Linked DNA regions of Astyanax mexicanus: region 1 is linked to region 2. Evidence: chromatin contacts called from public Hi-C data. All regions are on one chromosome and are shown on one strand. Each heading gives the region's core, a stretch centred on a gene start, on an enhancer-like site or on the middle of the called end of the contact. The rest is flanking DNA. Distances are from core to core; before and after follow the strand shown.

Region 1 (6,135 bases), core at 2,123-4,622, 33 kb before region 2:
TGCAGTGATGAGATGAGCGTAACCGACCCGTGCCGAGCCGAAACCTGCAGCTGTTGTAAACAGTGTGTGCGTGCTTAGTTTGTTTCACGTTTCATAACACTTCTAAGGCTGGAGATATATTTGCTGTTTGGCCAGGTGCTCACATAGACAACCGTCTGCATCATAAACAGACGTCACTGTTCACATACTTGCCTACATATGTGCTACTTATGTTACAGAAGGTTTCTACTAGAGGTCTGCTCTCACCAAAGCAGCAAGAAGAACACACCTACACACATGTACAGAAGTGTGTGTAGCTCTGTTTTCCAAAACTTTCCTAACATTGATCATTGACGTACCTCACGTACACGTACGCAGTGACTCGGTTCTGATACAGCAGCTCACAGATGCAGCCTTGTGCTGATCCACATCACCCTAGGAGTGATGAGGGGAAAGAAAGAGCTCCATCTACTGTACCCACCCAGAGAGAGCAGAGAGCAAGGCCAGTTGTGCTCTCTCAGGGCTCCGGCAGCTGATGACAAGCTGCATGACCGGGATTCAAACCAGCGATCTCCCGATCATAGTGGCAGCACTTAACTTAAGACTGCTGGACCACTCTCAGCCCCCAAGCACATATATCTCTAGCTAAAGTGTTAAATTATGAGTTTAGTTGTAGTGTGCATAAGAAGCATGAGAAGAGACAAGCGAGGGCCAAGAGGAACAATACTGCTCGAATGTTAATCAGTCAGCAAAATGATTAAACACTTTAACAAAGCCTTATGAAAGATAAATAATAAATATATTTATTGGCCCTTCACCTCGAGCGCTACCAGCTGAAGCCTATACTCCTGCGAATCCTCTGCAATGTACTCATCTCGTTATTCGAGACGCTGGACGAGTGCCAAGGGCTGTTTACTATTTGTGATATTTATGACATTTATATAACAGCTACAACAGGAGACGTGGAGTTCAGTATTTCTAAACTAAAGATTATTATGATTGTAGATGGTTACATACAGAGAATTAAATACGTTTTTTCTGGCAAGCAAGACTCGAAATGTATTTTACTACTGAAATATATAAAAACTAACCCGGCTGGTGGAAATTTGAACAGTTAATATGGCAGTATTTGGAAGTGCAATGATAAAAAAAGTCCCCTTACCATGAAGAAACCTTTATTCTAAATGTAGCCTCCTGTATACGGCCGTCTTTCTTTTCTAGCTTTTCCTCTCAGTTGTTTTAAGAAACCAATTGTTTTCTGCGTGTTGAGGAGATATCAGTCAGTGGCCAGTGGCTTACGTTTCATCATTAAATACAGTATATTGGGAATAATAAAGGACTTAGTTTGCCAATGATTGATTGATGATTGTTTTACAGCTGAGGAAAGTAATTGGTCATCTATGTTACGTCACACGTTTGCGTTGTTTTTCGTTTTTTTGTTTGTTTGTTTGTTAGTTTGTTTAATTCTCGCTGGCTGGAGTATTATATTATAGCGTTCATTAGTATGTGGGGAGAAGACAGGAATACAGTACAGCATGATCCAGTCGAAGCCATTGTAATCACCTGTGGTGCTCTCACTGCTCTAAGGGAACAGGCTTTACCTTGAAATTAACTCAAAAATTGTTAATTGTCCAATAAAAAGATTTGGTTTGTAACTTGGTCACCGTGGTCAGAGAAACAAAAGAAACGGTTCCAATGACCCAAATGTGCTTTTTTCCAGTTTAAAGAGAACTAACTATGTACGTGTGCATAACTGACGACACCTCCAGTGTTTCCTTTGTATAGCCCCGCCCACTGTACCATACCCTGAAGGTCTGTCCCGGTTGGCACTTGTATGTAATTGTATGCCTTTGTTATACATTTGTATATTAAGAGGTGTGTTTTGAGTCGAGCTATTTAATATCTTGCACTGTTAATATGTACTTTCTGTACAGACAGTTTTACCGTTTTAACTGTAGTGTGTCCGTGTACATTCTGAAGGTAAAGCATGTCCTACCCCCCCACACGTTCCCTCCCCTGCCTTTTTTTTTACTTTTCCGTTTTGTGTTTTTACTTTTACTCTGTGGCACCTTCAGCTTTTTTTTGGTTCAGTTTTCATATTCTGTTACACCCTACCCCCCATTTCCCGTTCAGTCTTTATTTCTTTATTTCTTTCTGTTAAACTGTGCTTGTATTGGACTTTTTTAATGTGATTTAAAAGTATTTTCCAATCTGTACATGGACTGTAAAGTTTTATGGATCTTTACAAAAAAACGAAAACATTCTGAGACCTTGTGTAAGAGAGCGTGAGAATGTGGCAAAGCAAAGATCTATTGTATTTATTAGATTGATCAGAGGGTGGGAATTGTGTAATTTATTGTACAAATGTAAGAAGAAAATCCTCAGTTTTAAATAAATGCCATAGTTTGTGAGTTTCAATCCTAACTGTTGTATGTGGTTCACCCGCACACATTTTGTCACCTCACAACCATAAATTTGAACGTATTTTGTTAAGGTTTTAAGTGATGGGCTAACACAACGTTGCACATAATTGTAAAGTGAAATGAAAATGTTTGATATCAGCAATTTTGCTGCAGTTGGTTTTTATACTGCAATGTGATTGGCTGAGAGGAGTTATATGAGTGCCATTATCAGCCGGTAATGCACTGTAACCGAAGCTCTCCATGTATTACTCCGCCACATACAAGTAACCTAGCAACAATGCAGCGCTTACAAGCCAAACAGAGCAGCAATGGAACTATTTTAACTTTTATTTTAACAATAAACAATAACTGATAAAGGAACTGTGGTATAATCGCAATAATACACTTGAGGTTCGTACTATAACGTGTTATATTGGCACTGCTGTGCTGATCTACAGAACTCGGCCTGTTACTATTACAGGATATAGCACTCCCTCGCTTGTATTATTGCTTAAGTGGGTATTGGAATTTCACTAACTGGAATATTAAAGTTTACAGTATATTCTAAGGGTGTATTAAAGGTGTTATTATAAAAATTATATATATTTATTCATATTTTATTCATATTTGTGTTTTACTTTGATGCATTGCATAGTTACAGCACTTGCTAACTAGCATTAGCTACATGTTTTATAGTTACAGTATAGTTTGTTAGTTAGCTAACGTTAGGTTAACTAACAAGTTAGCATAGCATAGCTACAGTGGTTTTAACTGTGGCTATAGCCGTATTTACTATTAATATATTTACACATGTTACTGTATTAAGTTGCTAGTTTAACAGCAGTTTATAATTTATTTTATTGCATATGTTTATACTGTGTTCTGGGGATGTATAAATGTGTTTACAGAATGTTAGCCGTTACATTTGTTAGATTAATTCTGTAGAATGCGTGCGTGCTGACGCGTCGCTGTGCGCGGTGACGTTTAGCAGACCGGAAGTTCGTATTCCGTGCTGATGGTCGCGCGGAGCTGCAGGTAGCGCGGGGTGAGGATGATGGCCGGCAGGTACGGAGCGCTCGCGCTCGGTCTGAGCGGGGCTCTGTTTATCGTCTACTGTATTTACTTCGACCGCAGGCGCCGGAGCCACCCGGACTACCGGCGGAAACTCCGAGAGCGTGAGTACCCGGATACAGGCTAGGCTAGGCCTAACACATGAGGTCTAAGACTGTAGCAGAGTCAGCTCATTTACACGTGTGTGTGTCTGTGTTTGTGAGTGTCTATCTGTTATTGTGTGTGTTTGGGTCTGTCTGTCTGTAATAGTGTGTGTTTGTGTGTGTGTGTCTATCTGTAATTGTGTGTTTGTGTCTGTCTGTCTATCTGTTATTGTGTGTGTTTGTGTGTGTCTGTCTATCTGTAATTGTGTGTTTGTGTCTGTCTGTCTATCTGTTATTGTGTGTGTTTGTGTGTGTCTGTCTGTCTATCACAAAGTGTGTTTGTGTCTGTCTGTATGTATCTGTTTTTGTGTGTTTGTCTATGTCGTTGTTTTTGTGTTTTTTTTGTGTGTGTGTATGTGTCTGTTTGTGTTTTGTATGTGTGTGTGTGTGTGTGTGTGTGTGTGTGTGTGTGTGTGTCAGTGTCAGTATAGAGGATATTACACCCAGTACCCAGTATTTTTCAGTTTCAGATATACAATATTATGTATATATTTTTAAGTGATTGTGGTGGGAGGAACATTTTTAGATTGCGGTAGATTGATCAGCTAACATTTAGTATAGACAGTAGGTAAGAAGTTCATTCGTGTGATGGTTTGAAATATAATCTGATATTCTTTTTATTTATACTTGTAGGAAGGAGAAATCAAAAACTTGCTCAGGAAAAGTCTGGACTGGCCAAGGTAAGATAATCCTCTCATACACACATTAATGATTTGGAAAAGTTTATAGCTTATAAACGTTTATAGCTGCCAGTATTATAGACACACTGTTGGGCTAATCTGTGCTGAAATGTGAGGAATGTGAACTCTCTGGTATTAATTCTCACTGTGTTGGTTCTGTGTAAAGTTACCGGATCTGAAGGACCCGGCGGCGGTGCAGCAGTTCTTCCTGGATGAAATTCAGCTGGGGGAGGAACTGTTGGCTCAGGGTGAGACACCATCTTCTTACTGAGACTGGAACTTAATATTCAAACTGTAACTATCAGATATTAGTGATCCAGTGACCTCTAAAAATAGTGCATTAACCTACTTAATGCAGAAAAAAACATCTTGCTCTGTCTTGCTCTTATTTAGCTGCTACTCAGCTGATATTGAGCACTGTGGTAATGTGGTAACTGGTGACATCTGATATGTTTGTGTTTGGTTAATCTGTATAAAAAAATCAATTTTCCATTAATTTTGTTCATTAGGAGATTATGAGAATGGCGTGGACCACCTGACCAATGCCATCACTGTGTGTGGGCAGCCTCAGCAGCTTCTGCAGGTGCTTCAGCAGACTCTTCCCCCACCTGTCTTCCAGATGCTGATCACCAAAGTACCCACCATCAGCCAGGTATGCTCCCCATGTCATTTTCCTCAACATATCTACTAGGGATGTCCCCGATCTGATCACGTGATTGGAAATCAGTGCCATTCCCATTATTGTCAAAGGATGGGATTTGGGTGGAAAGATCCGGATCACTGATTTATAAGAAATATAACGTCGTTTAGAGTCTGATTGTCCTTGATACTTTTTAATTGCATTCTTATAAACCCCCCGACTGCTGGCTTTAGCTTTTGGGACAAGCAAGAATGCTAGATCAACATCTAGAATAATCCAAAGTTGAGGGTCTGTGTTCAGTGACCTTTAACTATTTCACCTCTAGGACATTTTATCTCTAATTCATACCAATTAATTCTAATTCATATATATAATGCAGGTTTTTACTCTTAAAGTTGATGGATGATGTAATACAGCCGTGACTGTAGCGGCAGGTAAACTTTCAGTGATATATGTTAACATAGCAACACTTCATCACTTCCTGTCAGTACTAAATGGGTTAGTACATTAATATTTAGTGTATTAACCTGCCAAACCTGCACTGTTAATATGAGTATATAGTCGGGATGTCCCCAATCTGATCATGTGATCGGAAATCAGTGTCGATTACATTTTCACAGTTATTAAAGGACCCGGATCACTGATTTATAAAACATGTAAGTAAGTTCTACTCTAAATCTAGTCTGTCAGGTCTATTAAACCACACTACACTATTATTACTCTCTCCCTCCTTAAAAATAAACAGAGAAAAACCAGCATTAAAAAAAAAAATCCTGATCTCAATTATGATTAATTACATAATTATTGTTTTATGTTTTAGTTCATTTATAAAAAAAATATTTTTAAAATATTTATATGGTAATCATTTATATAGCTATTTCAGTAAAATGTTATGCTTTCAAACCACTGGTTCATCTATAATATATATATATATTTTTTTTTTTATTATTATTATTTTAAGAAACCTCAAAAGACAACTTGGATGTGTTATTTTTTTTTTTTTATATATATAAACTTTATTACCAAAGTATTGAATCTGGACTCAGTATTGGCAGATACTCAAAATCGAATAACTTGAATGTGATCGGGACGTCCCTAGTATCTAGTCTTTACTTTTATGTTGTCAGTGTTAATTGGTATCACTGTCTGTCCCTCTCTCTTTCTCAGAGGTTGGCAAGCCCTCAGGTTTTGGCTGAAGATGACGTTGAATGAGATTGTGG
Region 2 (6,179 bases), core at 1,875-4,374:
ATTAATATTCTAATATTATGTAAAAAAAAAAATAGTTCAAGAGTATAAATAGGATCCAGGAGACTGGATTATAAGAAGCCTTGTAGTATTTATACATATAGTTATTTATATGTATAATTAGAGGTGGGTATTTCAGGTTCAGAAAGTAAAAAATCCATTCCAAGATTTTTGTCCATCTGTGTCTGTGGCTTTTTTTAAGTAATGCTATGGTAAATTTCACATATTTTATTATAAAATTTTTAGATAGATTTTTTGATAGTTTTCCATTTGGTTCTAAAAAACTATTTAATAGAATAGCATAATTATAATACAGATCTAAATATTTGTGAAACTAATGTTCTTGATTACGTTAATAATAAAGATCATAAAATCTAACAAAACAGTTAAAAGTCTAAGAATTATTTTACAGCCGATTTCCATTTTTACTTTTACAACATTATTTCCAGAAAACTACCAGATGGAAGATAATAGCACATGGAAATAAAAACACAGCAGCAGAACCATAAAAACCAGCAGAACAATGAAGAGGATCTGAGTCCGTTTAACTGGGTCAGAACCGCTGGGTTCTGTAACAGCAACCTTCTTTCTCCTCATTCTAAACCCACCTTTAACCTTTTAACCCTTTAACCCTTTAACACAGAACCACAGGATCCGGCCTCACAGAACTGATTCAGATCTGATTAAAAAAAGCTGATTAGGAACTGATAAGAACAAATTGATTCACAACTAATTCAAAATTGAATTACAGCTGATTCAGAACTGATTAGAACAAACCGATTCACAACTAAATCAAAACTGATTCAGAACTTATTTAAATAAATTGATTCAGAACTGATTAGGAAAAAACTGATTCAGAACTGATTCACAGTTAATTCAAACAAACTGATTCAGAACTGATTAAAGCAAACTGATTCACAGCTGATTCAGAACTGATTAGAACAAACAGATTCAGTTAATTCAGAAGTGATTCAAACAAACTGAGAAACAGCAGATTCAGAACTGATTCAAGTAATTTGATTCAGAACTGATTCAAGTAATTTGATTCAGAACTGATTCAAACAACCTGATTTAGAACTGATTCAAACAACCTGATTTAGAACTGATTCAAACAACCTGATTCAATGCTGATTTAGAAATGATTAAAACAGACTGATTTAAAGCTGATTAAAAAAAAGATTCAGAACTGATTCACAGCTGATTCAAACAAACTGATTCAGATGCTCGTCCTTGCTGCTTTTCCTCTGTGGTCCTGAGCTGCAGACTCGTCCGCCTCAGTTGAAGAAAGTTTGGTATTATTCCACTACAAAAAACACAGTAAAAATATGCCAGGATACTCCAGGATTTTGCTCTTTGTTTGCTGGTGCTCTTTGTTGGTGCTGGTTTCAGGCGCTGGGTGTGGTGAGCAGTGAGGGATGGGGATGGAGCTCTGGAGACTCACCCTGAGGACCTTCACACACTCTGATGCAATATTACTGTGGCCAGGTTGAGCCAACCACCTGATACCCAACACAACCCCCCAACACCAATGGGACCAGTAACCAGAGAACCACCATAACCCCCAGCGGCACACAGCATGTGTCTAAAACACTGCTGTTCACACAGGATTTTAAAGCTTTCCAGGTTTTTATTTCTAACATTTTTAATCACAATTTTCATGCAACTTGGGATGTTCTCCTCCACCAGTCTTACACACTGCTTTTGGATAACTCTATGCTGCTTTACTCCTGGTGCAGAAATTCAAGCAGTTCAGTTTGGTGGTTTGATGGCTTGTAATCATCCATCTTCCTCTTGATTATATTCCAGAGATTTTATTTCAATCATTTACTTTCTTTATAATCTTGGTGTTATTTTTAGTTGCATTTTTAGTCCTCTGTTTTATATTTTAACCTGTCCAGTTATACTTGTATTCTGATTTTCTTTATTTATTCTTAATTAAATCTTTTTTTGTTAGTTTTTGCCAATGCTTTTATTGTGTAATTTTTACTGTTTTGTTTATGAAGATCCTTATTTTAGCTTACCTTGATTTTAATTTTATTTTTTAAAAAATCAGTTCTTTTAAGTTGTAAATGCTCGGCTGCTTTGAAAATGAGGGTTACCTTCAATGTATCACATAGTGAAAATAAAGTTTATTTAATTGATTGATTGATTGATTGAAGAACAGAGCAAAAGGAAGATAAAATCTGCAGAGAAGCAGAAGGACTACAGTTTAGAGGTTTAGAATTATATAACTAGTGTATATAATATGGATTATGGGTATAGAAACAAGGAGATGTGGTCATAATATTATGCTTGATAGGTGTATCTTGTAAAAAATAAAAATAAAAATAAAATAAAATAAAATAAAATGTTTTCATGATAGACCTAAAACACAGTCCCTTCAATTTAACACCACTGACAGTAAGAGGATAGATCCTGCTGCAGCTGAAATGATTACTGAACAAAAAGATGTGAAAAAGCTGTATATTTTATTTATGACATCGGCCCCAAAAAAATCAAAGCTTCTGTCAATATTCACATGGTTGCAGCAGGTTTGTGAGAAAAGGCTGCTGTACAGTGTTTACCGCTCAACCATCCGTTACATCAATAAATACACTTTTATTATGTAGAAAGAAATCAGTGTGTTTTACTGAATCCAGCAGAGATTTATTCAATTTAAGCCAATTACCTATAGATTTTATATTTAGTGAAAATAATTAAACTGAACAAATAATAAAAAATTAACAATGCTCGTAATTCTTATTCTTTGTGACCAACACCACCGAAGAACGTATCAAGAACCTGTTCTCCATGTTACAGAACTCTTCAGAAGCTTCTTAAGAAAGTAAAATACAGAAATATTAATGCTTTAACTCCGAACCTCAAACTCGCAGACCCTTATAGAATCACGCACTCGTATAAAACGCAGCTCTTTCATTAAATCACTGATAAATCAGTGTTTACAGTCGGGAATATCAAATAATCTACAGTCTGAAGACGCCTGAAGTTCCACAGCGACGCTGCAGACGTTCCTCAGGCGAGGTTAAAGCCCTGATTGTGTTCGATGGCCTTCAGGAGCTTCTCCTGGAGGATCTGGCGGCTGTTGTACTTGGGCAGGTCCAGCAGGTTGAAGCAGGTGTGGGCCACAGGTAGGTAGTGCTCCCCGCCGCCGGTGGGCTGGATCACCAGCGCCAGACTCTTCATTCCCAGAATGGGGATACGATCGCTGCCGGTGAGGAACACTGCACACAAAACTACAATGTTTGGCCAAAGGCAGGAAACCATAGCATAAACCCTGAGTAGTGCTAAATTTACCATAGTGGTGCTATTCTAATTACAAATTTAACTCAGTAGTGGTATTCTTATCATAAATTTACCACAGTATGGAAATTCTGTATATGAATGTACAGCAGTAGTGCTATTTTAATCATAAATTTACCTCAGTAGTGCTACTGCAATTTTAAATCTACCCAGGTAGATATTCTAATCATTATATTCTAATCATAAATACCTCAGCAGTGATATTCTAATCAAAAATCTACCTTGGTACCTGGTATTGCTACTCTAATCAAACTTTTATCTCAGTAGTGCTGTTCTAATAATAAATTAACCTCAGTAGTGCTATTCTGATCATACATCTACCTCAGTAGTGCTATTTTGATCATACATCTACCTCAGTAGTGCTATTTTGATCATGCATCTACCTCAGTAGTGCTATTGTAATTGTAAATCTACCCTCAGGAGAGCTATTCTAATTAAAAATCTCCCTTATTAGTGCTATTCTAATTATAACCATTGAACAAGTGGTTCAAGTGGTTTTTACACTTACACAAGAATTGCTTTTTCTTCTCCAGAGGTAACTCGTGGAAAACTTCCCAGAATAGTTTGATAGTGGGATGTCCGGCCCAGTATTCACCCTTGTATTCTGCACTCTGAGGAAGATAAAAAAAACCCCAAAAAAACCAAAAACTGTTATTGTGTGATTTTTTTTGTGTTTCATAATATTGTATCAATATATCAGTATATCATGCATTGAACCTGAGCTAAATATAAGGTAATTAGACAGGTAGTAATCCATACCTGCTCCAGCTCCTTCCAGTCGTAGTTCGTATTCCCTATTACCATTGCCTGCAGTTCATTAGGCTGAAAAAGTTCCAGAACATTCCCACCACACACTTTATGGAATCCAGCATGAAAGGCATTAAACAGCTGCGCCACCGAGGTGTTGAAGATGTAGTCCACATACGCATTTACAAAGTCCTGCCTGAAAAGGAAATTAGTGATTTTTTTTTTATTTAGTTAGAAAAAATAAATACAAAAAAAAAAAAAATATATATATATATATATATATAGGAACTTGGCATGAAAGAAACAAATACCTGTTATGATTGTTTACATTAATGTCCATTCCATTAGGCACCAGCTCCAAAACCTCAGTAGCACCGAAGTTCTCCACTGTGATCTGTAACCAGAAAACACCCAAAACCCCAGTGCATTAAAACAAAACCCCTGTGTATAAACACGGGTAGGATGTCAATGATCATTCACAGCAGCAAATGAAAATACGGCTTTAAGCGCTCCATATAAAGAACACACTTTACACATGCATTCCTGGACAAGCTGAATCATACAGGAAAGTAACTGAAAGTGAGACGAGCTTGTGGACTAACTGACTGAGTGAGTAATATTACTGGATTATACACAAATACTTGTAAAATATGTGTATTTTATATTTCACAGTTATGATTTTATTTTATATTGTACGTGTATAGAACTCCTAATTTCCATTTCCAAAAGTACTGAACATAAACATAAACACACGTACCTTAAAATAAGCATGTAAACACTGTAAATATATTGTACTGTAACATGATACGAATATATAATAAACTAAGGCATATCTTTATTAGAATGCCTTTTCTAATGCATTATACTGAATGTATAATCAGTCCCAAAGCTACACACTAAAAATGTGAAGTGAAACTGATCTTACTGTAAAGTTTAAGCAGAATGTTTCCTCAACATCATCCTCAGTGTAGTCCAGCAACTGCTGCAGACTCCTGATAAAAACACACAAATATAAATATAGATATTAATAATCAGTTTCAGGTGTAAAAATCTGAAAAACAGAATTCACAGTCCTGAGAGTCTATTCTCAGTGACTCACCTGCCAACATCAGGCATCAGCTCCTTCAGGTCGTCCAGAGTAGGGGTCCTCTTCAGGAGCTTCTTATACAAGGCCACAGGGAAGTTCAGCTCTACTATAGTCAGATTATAAATCGCCAATCCACAGATCACTCCAATCAGGTGGAATAAATCTACCTCTTCAAACGTCTGCAAACACACAAAAACACACTGATTAATACAATTACTCACCCGGGATCCAATGTTCTGGTAATGTAGATTATTTCTCCAGGAGGGCAATCATGAAGCATCAACAATTACATCATGCAATTACAGTATTTTTCGCACTATAAGGCGTATTGGATAATAAGGCGCACTATCAAAAAAAGGCTATTTTCTGGTCTATTTTGTACAGAAAGTGCACTGGATTATAAGGCGCATTGTGCGACACTAGTAAGGAACGGTGGTGTTGCAAACACACATGCCGCTGCCTATGAACGGCTAAAGAGCTAGCGCTTAGCACGGTTAGAGGCTAGCGCTAATGCTGCTCCAGCAGGGTTAGCAGCAGGCTACAGGTGGATAATACTCACCTCTGAACAGCAAAAAAGCGAGTGCTTAGCGCAGTTAGTGGTCAATGCTAGTACTGCTCCAGCCTAAGTGTTGGAGAAACTTCACTGAAACTCCTGTATAACTCTGTACTTCAGCATCAGGAGAGGATTTACTGCTCTTTAATACCTGACTGATAGAATTCATACATAAGGAGCACCGGATTATAAGGAGTTCTGACGATTTTTGAAAAAATTAAAGGATTTTAACTGGGCCTTATAGTGCGAAAAAATAAGGTAAAAGCTGAGGCAAAATCAATCAAAAGCAACCGAACAAATGAAGCCCATGACAAACATCTGAAACATAAATTTTTACCTTATCAGCGAACCAGATCAGCCGGGACTCCTCGTAGTAGCGGAACATGCCGTATTTTGGGTCCAGCAGTTCCTTCATGATCAGGAGAAAAAACTCTTTCCTCACTCCTCCAGCGTCCACAGCCTCCTCTCCAACAAAGATCACCTGATCACACATTA

What was found. A called contact is a pair of places that touch in the nucleus more often than the background predicts.
Region 1: a contact with region 2 is called in a Hi-C map of muscle, with 6 times the contacts expected there. The contact joins the promoter of tomm20a here to the enhancer-like site in region 2. A contact is called at or near these places in 3 of 3 Hi-C or Micro-C datasets (blood and muscle).

Annotation. Positions count from the first base shown.
Region 1 is chr7:2,344,473-2,350,607 of AstMex3_surface, reverse strand. It overlaps tomm20a (translocase of outer mitochondrial membrane 20), which reads left to right and starts at 3,372. Exons shown (of 5, transcript XM_007238523.3): 1 at 3,372-3,556; 2 at 4,229-4,275; 3 at 4,442-4,523; 4 at 4,785-4,927; 5 at 6,083-6,135. The coding sequence starts at 3,433. The coding sequence ends at 6,127. It overlaps arid4b (AT-rich interaction domain 4B), which reads left to right. Exons shown (of 24, transcript XM_049481085.1): 24 at 1-2,403. LOC125803034 (small nucleolar RNA SNORA14) reads left to right here and starts at 5,113; the gene lies at 5,113-5,247.
Region 2 is chr7:2,311,251-2,317,429 of AstMex3_surface, reverse strand. It overlaps herc4 (HECT and RLD domain containing E3 ubiquitin protein ligase 4), which reads right to left. Exons shown (of 24, transcript XM_022685232.2): 18 at 6,022-6,165; 19 at 5,144-5,310; 20 at 4,970-5,036; 21 at 4,356-4,438; 22 at 4,057-4,240; 23 at 3,806-3,908; 24 at 2,447-3,218. The coding sequence ends at 3,010. Among protein-coding and RNA genes, the nearest start is that of irf2bp2a, 9.8 kb to the left of the region's middle. Within about 2 kb of position 3,124, the one cell type or tissue checked has an H3K27ac peak away from gene starts, as active enhancers do.